2 separate regions of the Gossypium hirsutum genome follow, and region 1 is linked to region 2. A link is a contact called in public Hi-C data. All regions are on one chromosome and are shown on one strand. The core of a region is the stretch at or near the end of the contact, and the rest is flanking DNA. Distances in the headings are between cores, read along the strand shown.

Region 1 (4,067 bases), core at 1,370-3,869, 130 kb before region 2:
TAATCAAATGGGTGTTTTTCACTTCTCATCATCATTCTTGCGGGTTGCATCCATGCAGGATTTCAGGTTAAGTTTCTGTTTCGTTTATAAGAACGAGAGCCAACTGTTTGTTCAGTGAAGAAGGTTGCAATATTTGTTTGAACATGGAATATTGGTGATCAATATCATTCATCCATGCAAAGGGGAATCAAGCACTCCTGGTCCGACCCACATGTATTAAATAATTGATTATCTGTTTTTATCCCTCTCTCTAATGAGTTCACAGTTTATCCTCCTCTACCTACCCATCCTGCCTTTCTTTTATTATATTCTTTGTCCAATTTACCATGTTTTATTAGCATAAAGAATGTAAGAAATGTGTGGAAAGTGGTTAATGTAATAAAACTTGCATTATATTTCATTAATTCAGTGTGCACAAGCTTTTTCTTAGGTTATGCAATAAAAAGCTGAATGAACCAAATAATTATCCTATCTTTATGGCACACCTAAAACTCAATGTTTTGTCCTAATATAACATTCATTAGGTTGGTTTACCATGTTTTAGTTTAATTCAGGAGGAGGACTGCATTATTATTTCTTATCTTACTATTTATTTTATATCTCTGGGATTTCTGCAATTGTAAAATCATAATGATGTTTGTATTTTCTGTAGATAACCATTGTTTGTCCATGCTCGTAAATAATAAGGTTTATTGGTGTAATAATGAAAGAATTTGATCCTACTTTCCCTCTTTCTCATTTGAAGTTCATATGGTACCACCAATATTTATATTACATTATAGATATCTCAACTTCTAAAGAATTCTACTTATTTATGTTATATGGAATAATTAATAAAAATAATAATTATATACCTTGCTTCCTTTAAACAAAAAAATGGTCACAGACAACCTAATGAATCGATGCATGCACGTAATAATGGGAATGAAAGAGAATTCTTTTAATATATATTTATAATCCTTAATTAACCTTTGAGATTTTTATTATTTTAATATTTTATATATTTATAATTTTAAAGAATTAAATTAAATTTTTATCATTTTTAAATGAATTAAAGTGTAACTAATTTAAAATTTTAAAAATTTTAATAGACTTCCATTTTTGCCTACCTCCCTGCTCAACACTTTTCTTTAAACAAGGGTATGGATAGTGTTTTGACGAGGAACGAAAGGATTCAAAATTGGTTTGTGCAGATTACATCATTATTTATATGTAAAGATTGTCTGACTACATCTATGATGAAGTGATAATTTTGTCTTTTTCAAAAAATGATTCTTAATTATATGTAGTCCTTAACCAATCGAGTGTAATAATTTGCAAAAAAAATTCTTTATTATTTATTTTTTAGGAATGAGCCAAGAAGATAGAATTAAGGATGAAAATCCGACCAACAAATTCAAAAGTCACTGCTCCTCTGTATTTATTTTTTAATTGTGAATTTGATTCAAAATGATTTTTATAAATAAAACCAGCTCACTATTGCAATAATTTTGTAAGGCCTGGCTTGAGTTAGAGGTGGTTATTGCGAGTTTGGATTCGGGAAGGGCTCAATAAAAAATTTAGGTATGTTCGTTAGGTTTAGGTCCGGCTAAAAAATAGGTTTAAAATTTTGTCAAAGCCCGGTCTGGATAAAAATACTAAAATTTGAACTCAGTCCGTAGGTATTTTTTTATATTTTTATTTATTTTTTAAATATATATTATATAAAAAATACTAAAAACATTAAAATAAATATTTTTCAACAAATTGAAAATAAATTTTAAAAAATATGTATACTTAAATAACAGTAAACTAGATATAACTTAACAAGCAAATGCCTCTAAAATAATAACAAATTTAACAATAAAACAAATGTTATACAATATCCATACCAACATTGCAACTCCATTCGCGGCAGAAGCACATGCAGGGTTACAAGCTTTAGAGTTAGGAAGATCTATGGGGCTTAAAGATTTACAAATAATGGGAGATTCGAAAATGATTATCAAAAAGTGTCAAAGTTCAGAACAAGACAGATCGGTCATCGGAGCAATCATCAAAGATATTCAAGAGATTAAAACCAATTTTAATAGTATCTGTTTTTGTTATATTCCGAGAACTGATAATATTTTTGCCCATTTGGTTGCAATAGAAGCTTTAAAGAAGGGAGAAGAACATTACCTGGCTGGGGCGATTCCGAATACCGTCCAACAAGCAGCGGAGAGGATAAATCCAAGATATTAAGATTAAGAGCAAAGAGGTGACTGTTGGAAGGAGTAGCAAACGGCAAAAAGATTTGGGGAAATCTGCTACTATTAATGGCTGGATCGGTGATGGGAAATGAAAAGATAATGGAGGCCAGCTGTTTCTGATCAACTGAGATTTCTAGAAGCATTATTTTCTTTATTTGTATTTTCTTATTTTATTAGGGTCATTTCTTTTTTCAGTTTATTTTTTTGAATTATGGGCCAATACGTTGGAGGCCTGTTCTATTTTTATTAGTTTTGTTTTAGGTCTGCTTAACTGGACTACTAAGCCTATTTGGCTCTTTTATTATATCTCAGTTGCAATTTAAAAAAAAAAACAATAACAATAAAATAGTAGTAATATAATAGTAAAATGGTAGTAAAATAGGGAGAAAATAACAAGAAAATAATACTAAAACAAAAAAAAAAACATTTTTTTTATCCTTTTGTGAATTCGGGCTGGGCCGAGCTTGGACCAAAAATGTCTTACCCAAGGCTTGACCCGTTTTCTAAACGGGTCTTTTTTTTTGCACAAGCCCATTTTTCGGCATATATTTTTTTTCAAATCCTCTCAATTTTCGAGCAGGCCTTCGAGTCGGACCCGGTGGCTCAACCCATGGGTAGGTCTAACTTGAGTAATGAGATCAACGTTTCTTCTTTTAGAAACCTTAATTTTCATGTCTACTCATGCCAAAAGAAAGAAGCAAAAACAATTTAGAAGCAGATTATATTATTAAGATGACTTTTGACAAGAATGAGACTGTTCAGTTAATTGAAGAAACTCCTTTAGATTTGATTAGGCTTATGTAATAACTTCGTTTTGTTTTCACCAAAAATAAAACAAAAACAAAAATTTTCATATATTAAAGAAGGTGATTCATACAAAAAAAAAAAAGGCATTAGCTACATTCACTTAGGGTGTACATTTTTTTTTAAAATTTAAAAAATTAAAGTGAACTGAAATGAAAATTCGATTTTTTTTCAGTTTTTTTATTTAACCGATTTTAAAGTTCAGTTTAATTAGTTTATTCGATTGATTTTCTGTTTTTATATTTTTAAATCTAATAAATCGATTAAAATTTTAGCTATTAAACCCATAAGACCATAACTTATTTATATACTTAAATCCAAATTTAAATCTTAAGCTTAAATATACATTAAAATTTAATATTCTTAAAAGCCGAAACCCATTAAAACTTTACAACTCAATACCCAATTAAATTTAAAACCCAATTTGAAATGATAATTTTTTTATGATATTCATTTTATCAATATAAAAAACTTAAAAGCTAAACACATTAAGGTTAAAAAATACCATGAAAAGGTGTTTTTTTAATAGTATTTACCGTTATTGTCAAAAATTGCTTATGAGAATATAAAATATCTATTTTAAACATAAAGTTATAAAATAAAATATTTAATGAGGGGATAAAAATATAAATTCATTAAAAAATATTTTCCAAAAGCTAAAAATTTTGGCTTGAGTTAAAATCCAAGTTTAAAATCAATATTTGATTTGAAAAACTTCGAGCTTTATCAATTTTTTATTATTATTTGAAATCATGGTTTCAAATGCTCAGTTCAAGTCATCTATTCTATGACTTTTTCCCTAAAAAATAATTTAAAAGTGATACGATAAAAATTCTAAAGAAACAGAAGGGATACCATAAAAAATCTAAAAGGACTAAAATTAAAGTGGAAGAAAGAAGCCAATTATGTGAAAAGAAATTTAAAGGAAATAAAATACGTACCTCAATTAGAAAATATTTTTTGTCCAACTCAAACAACATAAAAAAAAAACTTAAAAACCAAATTAAATCGAATTAAAAATATTCGATTTAC
Region 2 (4,218 bases), core at 1,376-3,875:
CATCGGAGACTTCCATACCTAGGAACCTGAAATCGGGTTCAGTCAGACTTGGAAAAGCGGCCACGAAGTAAGAAAGGTCCTGGTGAAGCTTCTTCAATCGAATACAACTGCTTGAGAAAAAGGACTGCAAAGATTAGCCTGGAATGCAAGGATTTAGTATTTACACTGTATGGCAGAAAAAAAATAAGAGACGATATGAACATTCATCAAGGCGGATTGATGATTTCTTTACTATGATTGCAAATACAATATGCGACACTTTTTGACATTGACAGATAATGTAAAAGAGAAGATTACTATTGTATCAATTATGAGAATCAGATGTATTTGCGATGCATGGGAATTGGTATGTCGGCAATAACCAATGACTAGTTAACTTTAGTTTTATATATTGTAGCAAACACTTGCTTTTTTTTAATAATAGAATCTTACTCATGTTAGCTCTGCCATCAGAGGCTAGAGCTATGAGCTGGCTTAAGAATGAATGAATGAGTGACGTATCATAAAATTATATGGTGATTGGTGAGTAGTATTCAAATCTGATGTGGGAGAATTCCGACCCAGATTTATGGGTGATCGACTCGAATCGAATCCAAATACCTGCTCTTGATCCCACCCTAAACCGATGGAACAGAAAGGAGAAGCAATCCCAAAAATCATGAAACCCAGTTTTTCCTATTTTGCATTTTCGTTTGTTTTTTCCTCGATTTCTTTTCCCTCTTGAGAGAAAAAGTAGATATGCTAAAGAATTACGGTGGCATGGCCATTTTCGTAATGTTCTGTGATGAATCTAGAACTAAACACGAAAGCGAGGCAGAGCTGGAAGCTGAAATTTTAGGAGCTAAGCAGTTGGCAGATGAATATGAAGTTGCGATGGTGAACCACGATCAAAGAGAAACAGCTGGAATTGTGAATTAGCTAGGTGTTCAAGTTTCTGTTCATACATTCTAGCTCACTTTGTAAAGACAGGTAGCAATGCAATGTCTACATTTGCTTGTACTGGTTGTAGATTTTATCAATAAAAGTTTCAGTTTCATCTTAATTCTAATCTTATCTCTCTATTTTTTTTACGCTCTCGTCTTGTGTGACAATTTTCTCCGTCAAAGTTCAGGCACTTAAAGGTAACGTTTTAACGTTGTTAAACAATTTGAGGACGCCTGCTATAACATTGGAATCGGATTTACGGTACTAAGAATAACAGCTCACAGTCACTTTCACACGTTCGAAGCTTGAAGGGTACCGTCGCAGAAGAAGATAGATAAAAAAGCGAATTGGGGAAAAGCATTGCCACCTCCGCAACTTTGAATGAAGCGTCATACAGGGGGAACGTTCAATGGTCGACGAGCATTAAACAAATTAGAACTTGTTCATCATCTGGTTACTAATTTCAAGTCTTTTTCCATGTGCAAGCAGAGCAAAAATCTAGATCCAAAATTAACAAGGTTTTCTGTTAACACAAAATGAAAGTTCTACATTAATATTTTCTCGTATTATACTCGAAGCCCTTATTATCAAAACTAAATACGTACAAGACCCAAAGCCCCAAACCAAAGAAAACCCACTTAGCCTCATCCGTATGCAACCAGTTAACTCAGTCAATTTGAACCTGAATCACATCATTCCTCTCCTCCTCCTTCATCTTTGGAACAACCACTTTGAGCACACCGTTTTTCATCTCAGCCTTAATCTGGTCAGTCTTGTAAACTTTTTCAGGCAAATGGATCCTGCTGGTGTACCTCCCGCCATTTTCCTCCTCTTTGGATTCTTCGGCCTCGCCTTTGATCACCAGAGTGTTCTGTTCCACAGACACTTTGACATCCTCTTTCCCAAGCCCTGGCATATCAATCCTAAGGTTCAAGGCATCCTCCGTTTCCTTAGCGTCCCAGCTTCGGCGGAGACCACCCCCCATGCCACGGGAAGCGGAGAGAAATGGGCTCTCCATGAACTGATCCATCATGTTCAGGACTTGGCTCAGGCTCCTTGTTGGAGCAAAAGGATCGAACACCTCTGCACATGAAAAAGGCCGAAATCAGCATCAATTTTCGATACCCAGAAGGGAAAAAAAGAAGGAGAAGAAGAAAGAACTCAAAATGGAACACAGAACGATGAGCGACTACCTGTGAAGAAACCGTCACCGCGGCGAGAAAGTGAACGCTGGCGTTCATCACTGAGGTCACGCCCATCACCATCGTCGTCGAACTCACGCATGGCATTGGTGTTAAAGAGCCTGGAGGAGGATGGAGCGATGGCCATTGGGCGGACCACCCGCAAGGAGCTAGGGAGGATGTTGCATGAGAGGAGCCTCTTGAGAGCTAGAGATGAAGCCATCACTGTTGATTGCTAAAAAATAAAATTTCTCAAACTTGCTTGGAGAGCACGAAGAAAGCTTACGAGCCAACACTGCTTTTGGAATTTCCGCCTGCTACAGATGGGTGAAATGGTGGGTTTTATAACGAAAGGAGGAAGCTGCTAGAGAGAAATTTCTAGAAGGGTACATGTCACATGTAGTGGCTGGAGATATGCTTGTATCCCAAGAAACGCACTACGCACATATATTTTTTTGGGCTTAGGCCTATTTGGCTTTGAATTTTGCAATTTGCATTTCCTCTAGAAAAGTCGGGAACTCTCCTGGTTTTTAGGTGCAGACAGGAAAAGGAGGTATATATTTGCAACTTTTGTCGGTGATTTATTGGACACTTGATTTTAGGGGAAAAAACTTAAAAATGTAAATCATGTTCATTTATGTGAAATAACGTAAATATGAAAAAAAATTATCAACTATCTAATAATTTAAAGGGCAATTTATTAAAATAACTACTTTTATTTGTCTCAGGTTACATTTTAATCACTTATATTTGAAATGTTACGTTTTAGTCACATACATTGTCGTTTTGTTATGAAATGGTCAATTTACCGTTAATATTTATTACCTTCCAAACGGCAGTCCGGCATGATAGTTAACATGTATTTTAAATGTTAATTGGGATGTCAAGAAAAGTTAACTTTTTTTATGAAAATAAAATACAAAATTTTGCCCAGTTGATTTTTTTGTTACCATCAAAGAAGAGAATAGAAGAGCAGAACAATAAAGAAGAAGAAAAAATGGATGCACCAACGTTTCTATCTGCTTGCTATTGTTGTTGCCCAACTATATTGATAATTTCATGATTAAATGAAAATTTAGGTAGAAAATTTTTCGAGTGTCTAAATTATGAGAATAGGAGAAGGCGTTGCGTTTCTTCTACTAATTTGATCCACCTATAATATCTCATGCAGAGGTGGTGCTTGTTGGACTGTTAAGGAAAGTGAGAAACTTGGAGAGGGAGAAGAGAAAGGAGAGAATGATTTGGATTGTTGTAATAGTTGTGTTTCTTGTATTGCATTGGGTATCTAGGATTTAAAGGTTGGGTTAATGGTATATATAGGGATAAATTGTTGCTTTGGGGATTATGAATGTATTTATTTTCTATTGTTGTGAGAGTAAAAAGAAATGAGAATGATTTAGATTTTTCTCATTCTTTTTTGTCGTTATGCTCTTCTCTTTTTTATGGTAATAAAAAAAATTTCAACTAGGTAAAATGTTGTAATCTATTTTTATAAAAAAACAATTAAAATTTTTTATCTCAACTGGATATCTACGTTGGCATTTAAAATAAATTTTAACAGCCACGTTGAACGGTTGTTTGAAATATAACACAGCTTAATGGTAGAATGCCTATTTCGTAACAAAACGATAACGTAATGACTAAAACGTAACATTTCAAATATAAGTGACTAAAATATAACCTAAAACAAATAAAAATGACTATTTTAACAATTTACCCTAATTTAAAATATAGCTAACAGAAAATTTGTAATTAACGGGGTCAAAGCAAAGGTGACGGAAAATTGCTACCACAGACCTTTGACGAAACAAACAAAAGACATATCAGTGAATTTATTGGTATTTATTTATTTTATAATATAATTTGTTTTGTTGAAGTCTATATAAGAATAAGAGTGGTGGTTTTGTTGAGAGACGAAGAGATATGGAGGTCGATCTTCGACTTTATCATGGGGGTTGAAGCTTTCACGAGTCTGCTTGGGTAGACTAAAAAGAAGAAAAATAAAACATTGTAAAATTGAAAGAGAGTAGAGAGGTAGAATATTTTATTTTATTATTGGTGTATTTGATATGAAAGATGTAGAATTGAAAAAAAATATTTATTTTTGATAGAG

Evidence for each region. A called contact is a pair of places that touch in the nucleus more often than the background predicts.
Region 1: a contact with region 2 is called in a Hi-C map of seedling, with 2.4 times the contacts expected there. The contact joins the promoter of LOC107946855 here to the promoter of LOC107955124 in region 2. A contact is called at or near these places in 4 of 34 Hi-C or Micro-C datasets (callus, hypocotyl, leaf and 1 more).

Annotation. Positions count from the first base shown.
Region 1 is chrD12:55,725,223-55,729,289 of Gossypium_hirsutum_v2.1, reverse strand. It overlaps LOC107946855, which reads right to left and starts at 2,619. Exons shown (of 2, transcript XR_001697015.2): 1 at 2,161-2,619.
Region 2 is chrD12:55,590,937-55,595,154 of Gossypium_hirsutum_v2.1, reverse strand. It overlaps LOC107955124 (23.6 kDa heat shock protein, mitochondrial), which reads right to left and starts at 2,625. Exons shown (of 2, transcript XM_016890849.2): 1 at 2,118-2,625; 2 at 1,424-2,007. The coding sequence starts at 2,328. The coding sequence ends at 1,592.